3 separate regions of the Mus musculus genome follow, and all the other regions are linked to region 2. A link is a contact called in public Hi-C data. All regions are on one chromosome and are shown on one strand. The core of a region is the stretch at or near the end of the contact, and the rest is flanking DNA. Distances in the headings are between cores, read along the strand shown. Region 1 has its middle 48 kb from the start of C230012O17Rik. Region 2 holds the start of C230012O17Rik (a long non-coding RNA gene). Region 3 has its middle 30 kb from the start of Gm46848.

Region 1 (3,346 bases), core at 843-3,342, 47 kb before region 2:
GCCAAAAGAATACCCAGGATATGTACTTACTGATAAGTGGATATTAGTCCAGAAACTTAAACTACCCAAGATACAATTTGCAAAACACAAAACTCAAGAAGAAGGAAGACCAAAATGTGGATACTTTGTTCCTTCTTAGAATGAGGAACAAATAAGTTACAGACACAAAGTGTGGAGGTGAGACAGAGGGAAGGACCATCCAGAGACTGCCCTACCCAGGGATCCATCATATAAACCACCACCAAACCCAGACACCAATGCAGATGCCAACAAGAAGTTGCTGACAGGACCCTGATATAGCTATCTATTATGAGGCTATGCTAGCACCTGGCAAATACAGAAGTGGATGCTCACAATCATCTATTGGATGGAACACAGGGCTCCCAATGAAGGAGCTAGAGAAAGTACCCAAGGAGCTGAAGGGGTCTGCAACCCTATAGGAGGATCAACCAGTACTCCCAGAGCTCGTGTCTCTAGCTGTATATGTAGCAGAGGATGGCCTAGTCGACCATCAATGGGAGAAGAGCCCTTGGTCTTGGGAAAATTATATGCTCCAATACAGCGGAATGCCAGGGCCAGGAAGTGGGAGTGGGTTGGTTGGGGAGCAGGGCAGGGGGAGGATATAGGGAACTTTTGGAGAGGAAACTAGGAAAGGGGATAGCATTTGAAATGCAAATAAAGAAAATATCTAATTAAAAAAATGAAAGATTCATTATAAAAAAAAAAGGTAGTATAGTATCTGCATCACCTATCAGACCTCAAAATAATGATGGCTGCCTTGATGTGACTTGATGTGGATGTTTTATGTTTTTAAAGTGCAGTAACAGCCTTAGCCAGGAGTTGACAAATCTAACTACTACTTATAACCTTTACTTAGCTTTAGCCAGTACTACTTCTTTATTTAGTATTTAAATCCTTTAGTATTTGCTTATTCATGGAACAGAGACAGAAGTCACCTTGGTCAAACAGACTTTTGAGCTTATTTCAAAAAGTACAGCATGAGCCCTGTGTCCACCCCATGTGTCTTCTCCAACTCTGCTCTTAAGGGACCAGCCACCTTTGTTTTACAGATTGGTTGGGGTGTGTAAGTTCTCTGGACATCTGCAAGACTCAGGTCTGATTTGGCTGTTTTCTTTTCTTTTTCTATGCTTTTTTTTTTAAGAAAAAAACTAAGGCAGCTTATTGTTCTGATGGGATTCGAATGTACCTCTGTGTCTATTCATCCATGTGTCACATCTTGGATTGACTCTTTATTCCCAGTGTCTTCCTGGCAAAGACAATGAGCACAGTGAGCATATTAATAAATGTTACATAATAACAACTATTAAATGTTCCTTTGAAATCTCAAGCAGCTTTTTATCTTTAGCTCCTACTTTGAGATAATTATACACTTCCCTAAAGCTATTAATAGCTCCAATCAGGAAGAACAGCTGAAAAGAAATGTGTAGAGTCCTGCCAAATCTGGGATGCCAGTGATTTCAAATCCACAGAGCTGTGGGAAGTGTTTTAAAAAGTGGTATTTGACATATAGATGTCAAAAAACATCAATAGAAAGCTTTCCCAGGCACATTTTCAAGATACCATAGTTTCCTAGCTGTAGTACACAGTTGCCCATATCGCCAGCATCATTCATTTACAAAGACACTTAGACCACACAGAAGAGTTGCAGCACAGCTTTCAGGCTGGCACACAGTCCCTGGCACACGGTTCCTCAGAATGAGCATCACAAATCATGTACTCCCTCTGTCTTTTGAAAAGTAGAGGTCCTACACATTTAAGCAAGACCACAAGACAAAGTCACAGACTAGCCTTAAAGGAATGTGGCAGATGGATTCCTCCATCTTGTGCACTAGAAATCACAAACACTTATAGACCATTCTTCAGGTTTTTAAGTCCACAAAATAAAGTTACCAACCATCTTTCTTGGGCATACTCATTCCTCATCTTACTTGACACATCAGAGAGAAAAATCAAAATAAAACCAGTGACCAGGATTACTTTCTCCCATTAAGGAAATGATTAGTGGAGTAAGTATGTCATTGGACTGCAAGACTCAAGACCTGGGCCCTGACTCAGCTCTTGTGGCTTACAGTCTATGATTTTGCCAAGACTCTGTTATCAGGTTCATTTTCTGTACTTTTGGGGACACTACTCTGTGTGAGCAGCCATGATAAAAGGCAGAAACAGTGAACAAGCACAGCACTTCTGCCCCCAGGAATGGTAGTTTTCAGGAAGCTGTGAACCTGGGGGAAGGAACGGAGAGAAATGGCTGAGAGGCCACTCCTTTGTTGCTATCACTATACCTCTGAGATGCTCTTCCGTAGTTCATTTTTCTGCCTCCATTTGGTTTTACAGTGTTTTGTTTTGTTTTGTTTTTTGGAAGCCATTTGTCTCTAGATTACATAGAACCGTTTATTGCTCAGCAATAGTAGTCTTCACACAAAGTAACCTAAAATATTGTGGTTTCTTACAATCTAAAATAATCACAGCTTTTGAGACTATAGGTAAAGTTGCACAAGAAAAGTCCGTCTTTCTCTCTGTCATGGAAAAAAATGTTTTCTATATGATTCATAGATGCTATGCTAATAAGAACAGCCCAAGAGATATCAAAGCAGAAAGAAATGTCTGCCAACAACCAACTTCCCAAAGAGGTTTCAATCAAGGGAACAAAGGTAATAGCAATGAATTCCAGAACAGGTGGAGGGTAGCGTCAGCTCCAGGATCTCAGGGCACCCAGGCTCAGATCGTATTGCAAGTCCAACCACTGAAATGTAGCAATTCTCTACCTCACCACATTGGCCTATTGGTTCTCTATAAAATACATCCTTTTTCTTACTGGTTAGGCTTGTGTGATAAAAATATTAAAATCATAAGTAACTAAACATTTCATTACTGTCCACTATACTAACAAAAATGAAATTATTAGGGCTACAGAAATAGGTCAGTTGGTAAAGTTGGTAAAGTCTAAGGACCTGAGTTTGATTCCCAGAACTCACATGGAGGAGGAAGAGGAAGAGGAGGAGGAGGAGGAGGAAGAGGAGGGAAGGAAGGAAGGAAGGAAGGAAGGAAGGAAGGAAGGAAGGAAGGAAGGAAGGAAGGAAGGAAGGGAGGGGAGTATTAGGAGGAGGAGAAAGGAAGGAAGAGAAAGGAGAAGGAGGAATGGGAGGAAGAAGAGGAGGAGGAAGTGAAGGACCCAAGCTTAATGGCACATATTCTTGTCATCCTAGCAATGGGGTGAGGAGCAGGTAGATCGCTTTGAGTTAACTAAAATCTTTAAAAAACAGAGCTAATTTTTCTCCAAAGAAGAAATTCCAGCCATGGACATCTCCCATTTGAATCTGCCTCT
Region 2 (3,382 bases), core at 771-3,270:
TCATACAAACAGAAATGCACACAAATTATACTTGCCAGTTTTGTCCATATCTACTGGTGTAGGGGCAAAAGGCATTGTATCCTATGTGCCAAGCTCAAAGACAGAAACAGCTTGTCGTCAACTTGAGAATCCATTTTTAACAAGCAGGGCCTGCTGCCTCAAGCCAGCTAAACACCAAAGCATGCTGGGCTGCCCACACTGCAAATTATGTGGAATGTTCTCCGTGTTTTGTGGTTGCGAGAGTACTGATTTTGTTCATCATCCAGTTCAAACTAAAAGACCATGTCTGACCTTACAGAAACTTCCCAAGTAATTCAAACTGACTGACAAAAATCCCATCAGCTTCAAAAAGAAAAAAAGACTATTGCCTAGTTCAACATTTCCAACGTGATTTTTCTTTTTAAGTTAAGAGACATAATGTAAATTTGAAGAAACTCCCTAATGTATTTCAAGAGAACAGTAAGAACTCACCCTAACCCTGGCTATCAAAAGCAGAGGGCGGGATGTTATGAGGAAGACCACTTGCAACAATGTAAAGAGCATTTATAGCAAAAGCAAATTGCGAACGCATTTCCCCAATAGCTAGCAAATTAAAGCAAAAATAAAAAACCACTCTAAGAGTTGCTAATTCCATCTGTAATGTTCATGTAGACACTGAAATCCCTCAGCATCAGCTGTGGAAAGCGACTGCTCCAAAGGAAGAGCATGGTACCCTTAATAGCCCTGGCAGCACTGTATTCTGAGTACTGTTTACTGAACCATCAGTGGGCCACTCTCAAATCAGACAGCAAAAGAGTTTTCACAGAGGGGAACATAGAACTTCCTCTAGGTTTGCTACTGAGGTCAACTTTCTAAGTTGTAAACTGGAGAATCACCCGAGGCCATTTTTGATGTGCTGAAAAATCTAAGTTTTACCTAGAGAATCACCTTCTAATGGTGAAATTGTTTTGATCCTGAGAAAAATGCCTGATTCAATCAACCCCAGTGGTGGGGTTGCTTTGATAGATATATGTGTGTTTAAGATCTTTGGTAATGGCATGCTAGTCCAAGCTTTATAAGAGTTGAAGTGTTTGTCAGGAAGCAGTATTCTTTAACTAAAATGTTCAAAGATAACCAACCCTAGCAAGAACAGTTTTTAGCTTCTAACCATATAGATCTGCTGTTCTTAGTGAGCATGCGCCATTGTGTCCCTGAATGATTTCCCTGTGACAGGTGACAGAGATACATGACAGACACAGGGCTTGTATGACATCATTATATCTACATAAATCCATATCCATGCACGTGAGTACAGAGAAAAGGTCTCAAAAAGAATCCTCATACAATATACGTCCCAAGTCAAGTATAGCGATATAATCTCAAAGAAGTCACACTGCCCAGGACTCAGTCACAGCCACCTTTAGAGCATCAAACCCTTACCAACCTGCCCAAAGTACAACCAACATAAGGGACAACTGCACCCAGAGTTAGGGGTTTAAGTATGAGACTTCTGAGCAAATACTTCTCCAAGAATGTTGACAAAAAATTACACACACACACACACACACATCAGAACTGATGATTAAAACAACTCTGTAAGCATTTTCTGGTAGTACATACACACATACACAGACACACACACATATAAATGTGCATGTACACATATATACATATATGTGTATATATACATACATATATGTAACAAAGTGACAAAATTATATTCCAAGACAAAAATCAATGTCCCATTTTTTTTTACAGTATTCGTGGCTATTTCTGTTATTGCAAAACTTCCATGGTACAGATAAGGCATTTCCTTAGCTATCCTTACTATTTTAGTAGCAAGTATCTTTCTTCCACATATATGAAACATATGCATAACTTACTCTGAAAAGTTCAGGATTTAAGGGCGAGAGTTTGATTATAATTGTTCCAAGTGAACTAGATGATACAATCAATTGTGTCACTAAAATGTGGGCTATGTGATACTGTGTAATACCGCACAGAACTCTTTATCAGCACTTTTGACTTCCAGCTGACATCAGATGACCACACTAACAGGAGAACGCAGAATGCAGGAACTGAAGCCCGAAAGGTAAGCATGTGGGGCTTCCTTCCCATGTGGGACCCGTGGAGAAAGACCGTCCGCAGGAGATGAACTTTCTATTAGCCTTTATCAAATAAATGATTGCTTACCTCCTTCCTGGGTAAAAGTGTCTGAAGTAAAGTCATATTATACAATAAACCAAGTATTGTTTACCATTTCTAGAAATATTACTTATAAAATCCTTAAGAAGTTAGAGCATTCTTAATCTAAGACATGATGAAAAGCAAACTTGTCGATAAACAAAGAAAATCCTTTTTTAAAAGGATGCCACTAAACCTCACCCTGCCTCACTGGGGTGGCGAAGGCGGGGGTGGGGGTGCATTCTAACGCAAAAGCCTGTATTTCCTAAGTATTTCAGACAATCCAAATATTTCATCAAAGATCACTTCTGAAAACTGGATCAGCCCTGGGGGTTAATTTCTCATAAAGCTACGTTGCTAAGTTTTTTTTTAAATACCCAGGCGAACATGCTGAGTCTCAGCCTAGAGTGGAGAGCCCAGGGCGGGAAAGTTCCCGAGGGTCACAGCCCTCCGCGAGGTCTGCTCGGCGGAGCCCCGGCTGGAGCACCGGGGATCAAGGAGGCCCGAAGCAGCGCAGGACATCGCGTGGCCCCGGGAAGCCGCGGCCGCGCCGGGAGCCTCTCCGGGTTGCCGGCTGCCGAGTCAGCCGCTTCCTGCCGCGGGGTCCGGAGAGAGCCGCGCTCCGCGCCACCAGCCAGCCCGTCCGACCGACCGCCCGCCCGCCCGCCCGCCCAGGATGCGCTCGCCTGCCAGGGAAGCGCTCACACCTCGCACAAAAGGCGCCGCGGCGGGACGGCGGGGAGTAGGCGACCGCTGCCTCCCGGAACTTTGCGGACATCGCACCGCAGCTCCACAGCTCCGAGCCCCCGGCGCAGGAGGAGGCCGAGGCGGCGGCGGAGAGTCGGGGCATCGCCCGGCAGTGCCTCCGCCTTGCCGGCTGCCGGCGGCTCCCGCCCCCGGTTAACCAGCGCTCGCTCTTAAAGGCGCCCGCTGCTGGTTAGGCCGCGAGGTAAGGAAGAGAGGAGTGGGGTGGAGGCAAGGAAAGGGGGAGGGGGCAGCTCAGACAGGCTCCCGGGAGTCTTCTGCAGTCTAAACTCAGACTCCTCTCGCTCCAGGTCCCCAGGTCACCCCACCCCCTAAAACGGGAGTTAAGTGCTCAGACCCTACACCAAAGATGTGTAGCCACTGCTGGCTAGCTCAGGAAACCTCACATTTGCTTGAACTGCCCACACCTCTGTTAAGATCTTTATCTTAACACCCCCCATCCCTGCCTGGGCCA
Region 3 (3,274 bases), core at 395-2,894, 39 kb after region 2:
AATAGGAAAATCTATAAGTATGTGTTTGACGTTATAAAACTTCAGGAATAGAAGAAAATCATGAATTTCTCACAATGACCTCAGACAGTTTCTCAGTGACCCATGTGTTCCTTACACAGAGCTAGCAACTTTCTAAAAGCTAATAAATATTAGTTAATTAACAACTAATAAATTCGCCTTTGATGAGTTACCTGCACATAGGCACTAGGGGCGGGACGACAGGCACAGTTGCCATGCAGACAAAGCTCAGGGTAGGAAAGACTATTAAGTGCCTATTTTCAGGTTTGCTGTAAAAAGCAAAGAGCTGTACAAGTGAAATGCAAAGTAAGGACCATTGTGTTTATGCAAGTATACATACAAGGAACGATACAGTCTCTCAGGAGAACATTGTTGAAAGTATAAAAATAAGTAGTGGTATATACCACACATATACGTGTACTTAAACACATATATGTATGCACATTTATACACATATAGGTATACATGTGTTTTCCCAACATTGATACAGATTGTTGCAACTAAAGTTGGATTTTTTTGTATAGTGTGTATTTCTGTATATTTTTAAAATATTCAAAATCAAGTGGCTATTACTCTTTTAATAAGAAAAAAATATTATTCAAATACAAAATAACCTTAAATTAGAGTTTTAAAATGTTTACATGTTTTTAAAAGCTTGCTTATCATCACAAGATTAGAAGGCTTATCTTATAGTTAAGGAATCTAATAACAACACAACTAGTAGAACTCATCCTGCATTTTAGACATCATGCCAAACCTGTCTTTTTACCAAACTGAAAGACTAATCGGTGACGTTTCAATTTGTGTTCTGCGCTTCCAGACACTATTATGGCAAATATTTCAATGGATGAGTGAATTAAAACAATATAAGCGAAAAATACTTCTCATAAATATGAGAGCTCTGCATAAAATATGTGCCTTCTTTATTTTTAAAAAGCCAGTGAATTCAAATGTATCATAGAAACCGATCGCTTCCATTTCACATGACTAGTAATATAGAAACATGTGCAAATAAAGCTGGCTTTGTTTACTCCATTTGTTTAATCCGACACTTGCTAATTACCAGCCACTACACTGATGATTAGTCATCCAAAAAAAGGAAAGTAATTAGGGAGCAAAGATAATCTAGTTTTTAAATCTATGACTCATAGAGATACTTTATAAAAGATATCTAAATGTCCAGTGACTGAATAGATGTTTGACATCATTCTGCTTCAAGAAAATACAAATTTAAACCATGTTCCACACCGCCACATGCCTGAAACTAGAAAACTGTCCACACCACCTATTGGTGCAGCAATAAGTCAACTCTGGGGCTCATCAGCTGTGACTGAGCAAGATGCTACAGCTACTTGGAAGAAATACTGATAGTCTCTAATAAAGGCAAATACACCCACCCTCAGACTCAGCAATTTCATCCCTACACACATACCCAAAGGGGATGAATGCATGCATCCCCAGAAAGACACAAGAATAATCACAGTACCTGAAAACTGGAAGCACCATGACTATTACTCAATAGGGAATTAAGAACAATGCAATATTAAACACAGTAAACAAAGCAATGAACTGGCACAGTGACAGATGACTCGCAAACACAGTCTGTACAGCGGAATACATTCTGAATGATTCACTTAGAGTTCAGGAACAGACAGAAACCAACTGTGTGATGGAGGCTAGGACAGTGGGCACTTGGAGTGAGGCCTGAGCACTTCTGACCACGGACTGAGACAGAGCAGAAGGGGACTCCGTGCTCTGGGTCTTGAGCCAGGTAGCATACATATGTATGAGGCGTAGTGCACATGAGCAGAAACTCACCCTTACAGTTTGCACATTCTCCTGCAGGTTATGAATAGCCTGATCTAAAAATAGGATAATTGAATCCTTGCTTCCAAGAAGCCATAATAGGTGAACTTCTGGTCACAGAGGATGGTAAGTGATAAACATCTGGAAGAGTATCCATGTTGCTCAGAGTGGGGCACCCAGTTCGGCCTGGGCAACCAATTCTGCCTGAGGAAGGCTCAAGGCCCAGGATTCTTTTGGTTGGTTGGTTGGTTGGTTTGGTTGATTGGTTGGGTTTGTTTTTGTTTTTGTTTTTGAATGTTAATTTATTTTTTCTACATTATACATTTATATCTTTAATACGTACAGATCTTTGCTGTAAATTATGACATAAGGAATATACTAAGCTTTTAAAACTCAGTCAATTGATCATACAGTGTGTGTGTGTGTGTGTGTGTGTGTGTGTGTAGTTAAAATAGCTGCATATGTATCAGAAGATGGCCTGGTCAGCCATCGTTGGGAGGAGTGGCCCCTTGGTCTTGCAAACTTTATATGCCTCAGTGCAGTGGTACGCCAGGGTCAAGAAGTGGGAGTGGGTGGGTTGGGGAGCAGGGGGGGGGGAGAGTATGGGGGATTTCTGGGGTAGCATTTGAAATGTAAATGAAGAAAATACTTAATTAAATAAAAAAATTAGATACAGAGCAAAAAAAAAGAATTCTCAACTGAGGAATATCAAATGGCTAATAAAAAATTTAATAAAGAAAAAAATGCAGGCAATGTGAAAAAAATCAAATAATGAACACTTTTTCAGTATTATAAGTGTACAGATGTTTGAAGACCTTTCTTAAAAACTTTTTTTCTTGGTTACTTTATTTATTTACATTTCAAATGTTATCCCCCTTCCTGGTTTCCTTCTGCAAACCCCCGACTCCATCCCTCCTTTTCCCAGCTTCTATGAGGGTGATCCCCTACCAGCTCCCTATTGCCCTGGCATTCCCCTACGCTGGGCATTGAACCTTCACAGGACGAAGGGCCTCCCCTTCCATTGTTGCCAGATAAATCCATCCTCTGCTACATAAGCATCTGAAGCCATGGGTCCCTCCATGTGTACTCTGTGGTTGATGGTTTAGTCCCTGAGAGCTCTGGTTGGTTGATATTGTTGTTTTGTCTTCAGCTCCTTCACTCCTTCCCCTAACTCCTCCATTGCAGTCTCCGTACTCAATCTAATGGTTGGCTGCAAGCATCAAAGACATTTTTAATAAACAAAAATTGAAATAATGTAGTAATGCCATAAGATTGAATATATGGGCCAGAAGAGGTCAAGAAGTTGATAATATTAAAGGCCCTGGATTCCTATGTGGAACTGGTGTATAATAATGACCATTTCTCAATGAAGTCTTAACATTTTCCTATCTACTAATATTTCAAGACCATTTTTTAAAATGTAACTAAATATTCATCCTACTCAACCCAC

The links. A called contact is a pair of places that touch in the nucleus more often than the background predicts.
Region 1: a Hi-C map of adipose-derived mesenchymal stem cells shows a contact between it and region 2, with 1.7 times the contacts expected there. The contact joins the enhancer-like site here to the promoter of C230012O17Rik in region 2. A contact is called at or near these places in 1 of 39 promoter capture datasets (embryonic stem cells), 3 of 484 Hi-C or Micro-C datasets (adipose-derived mesenchymal stem cells, germinal vesicle oocytes and nephron progenitors), 2 of 115 datasets of contacts at active chromatin or transcription factors (both in embryonic stem cells) and 2 of 9 other capture datasets (adipose tissue and pancreatic islet).
Region 3: a contact with region 2 is called in a Hi-C map of olfactory sensory neurons, with 1.9 times the contacts expected there. The contact joins the enhancer-like site here to the promoter of C230012O17Rik in region 2. A contact is called at or near these places in 4 of 484 Hi-C or Micro-C datasets (cerebral cortex, olfactory sensory neurons, uterus and 1 more), 1 of 115 datasets of contacts at active chromatin or transcription factors (embryonic stem cells) and 2 of 9 other capture datasets (adipose tissue and pancreatic islet).

Annotation. Positions count from the first base shown.
Region 1 is chr4:25,013,522-25,016,867 of GRCm38.p6, reverse strand. No RefSeq gene overlaps it. Among named protein-coding and RNA genes, the nearest start is that of C230012O17Rik, 48 kb to the right of the region's middle. Within about 2 kb of position 2,092, at least 16 of the 459 cell types and tissues checked have an H3K27ac peak or open chromatin away from gene starts, as enhancers often do. A contact at or near this core is called in adipose-derived mesenchymal stem cells, where this site is marked.
Region 2 is chr4:24,966,113-24,969,494 of GRCm38.p6, reverse strand. It overlaps C230012O17Rik (a long non-coding RNA gene), which reads left to right and starts at 2,020. Exons shown (of 3, transcript XR_881168.2): 1 at 2,020-2,071; 2 at 2,545-3,382. Gpr63 (G protein-coupled receptor 63) reads right to left here and starts at 3,055. Exons shown (of 2, transcript NM_001379626.1): 1 at 2,871-3,055.
Region 3 is chr4:24,926,936-24,930,209 of GRCm38.p6, reverse strand. No RefSeq gene overlaps it. Among named protein-coding and RNA genes, the nearest start is that of Gm46848, 30 kb to the right of the region's middle. Within about 2 kb of position 1,644, at least 6 of the 459 cell types and tissues checked have an H3K27ac peak or open chromatin away from gene starts, as enhancers often do. A contact at or near this core is called in olfactory sensory neurons, where this site is marked.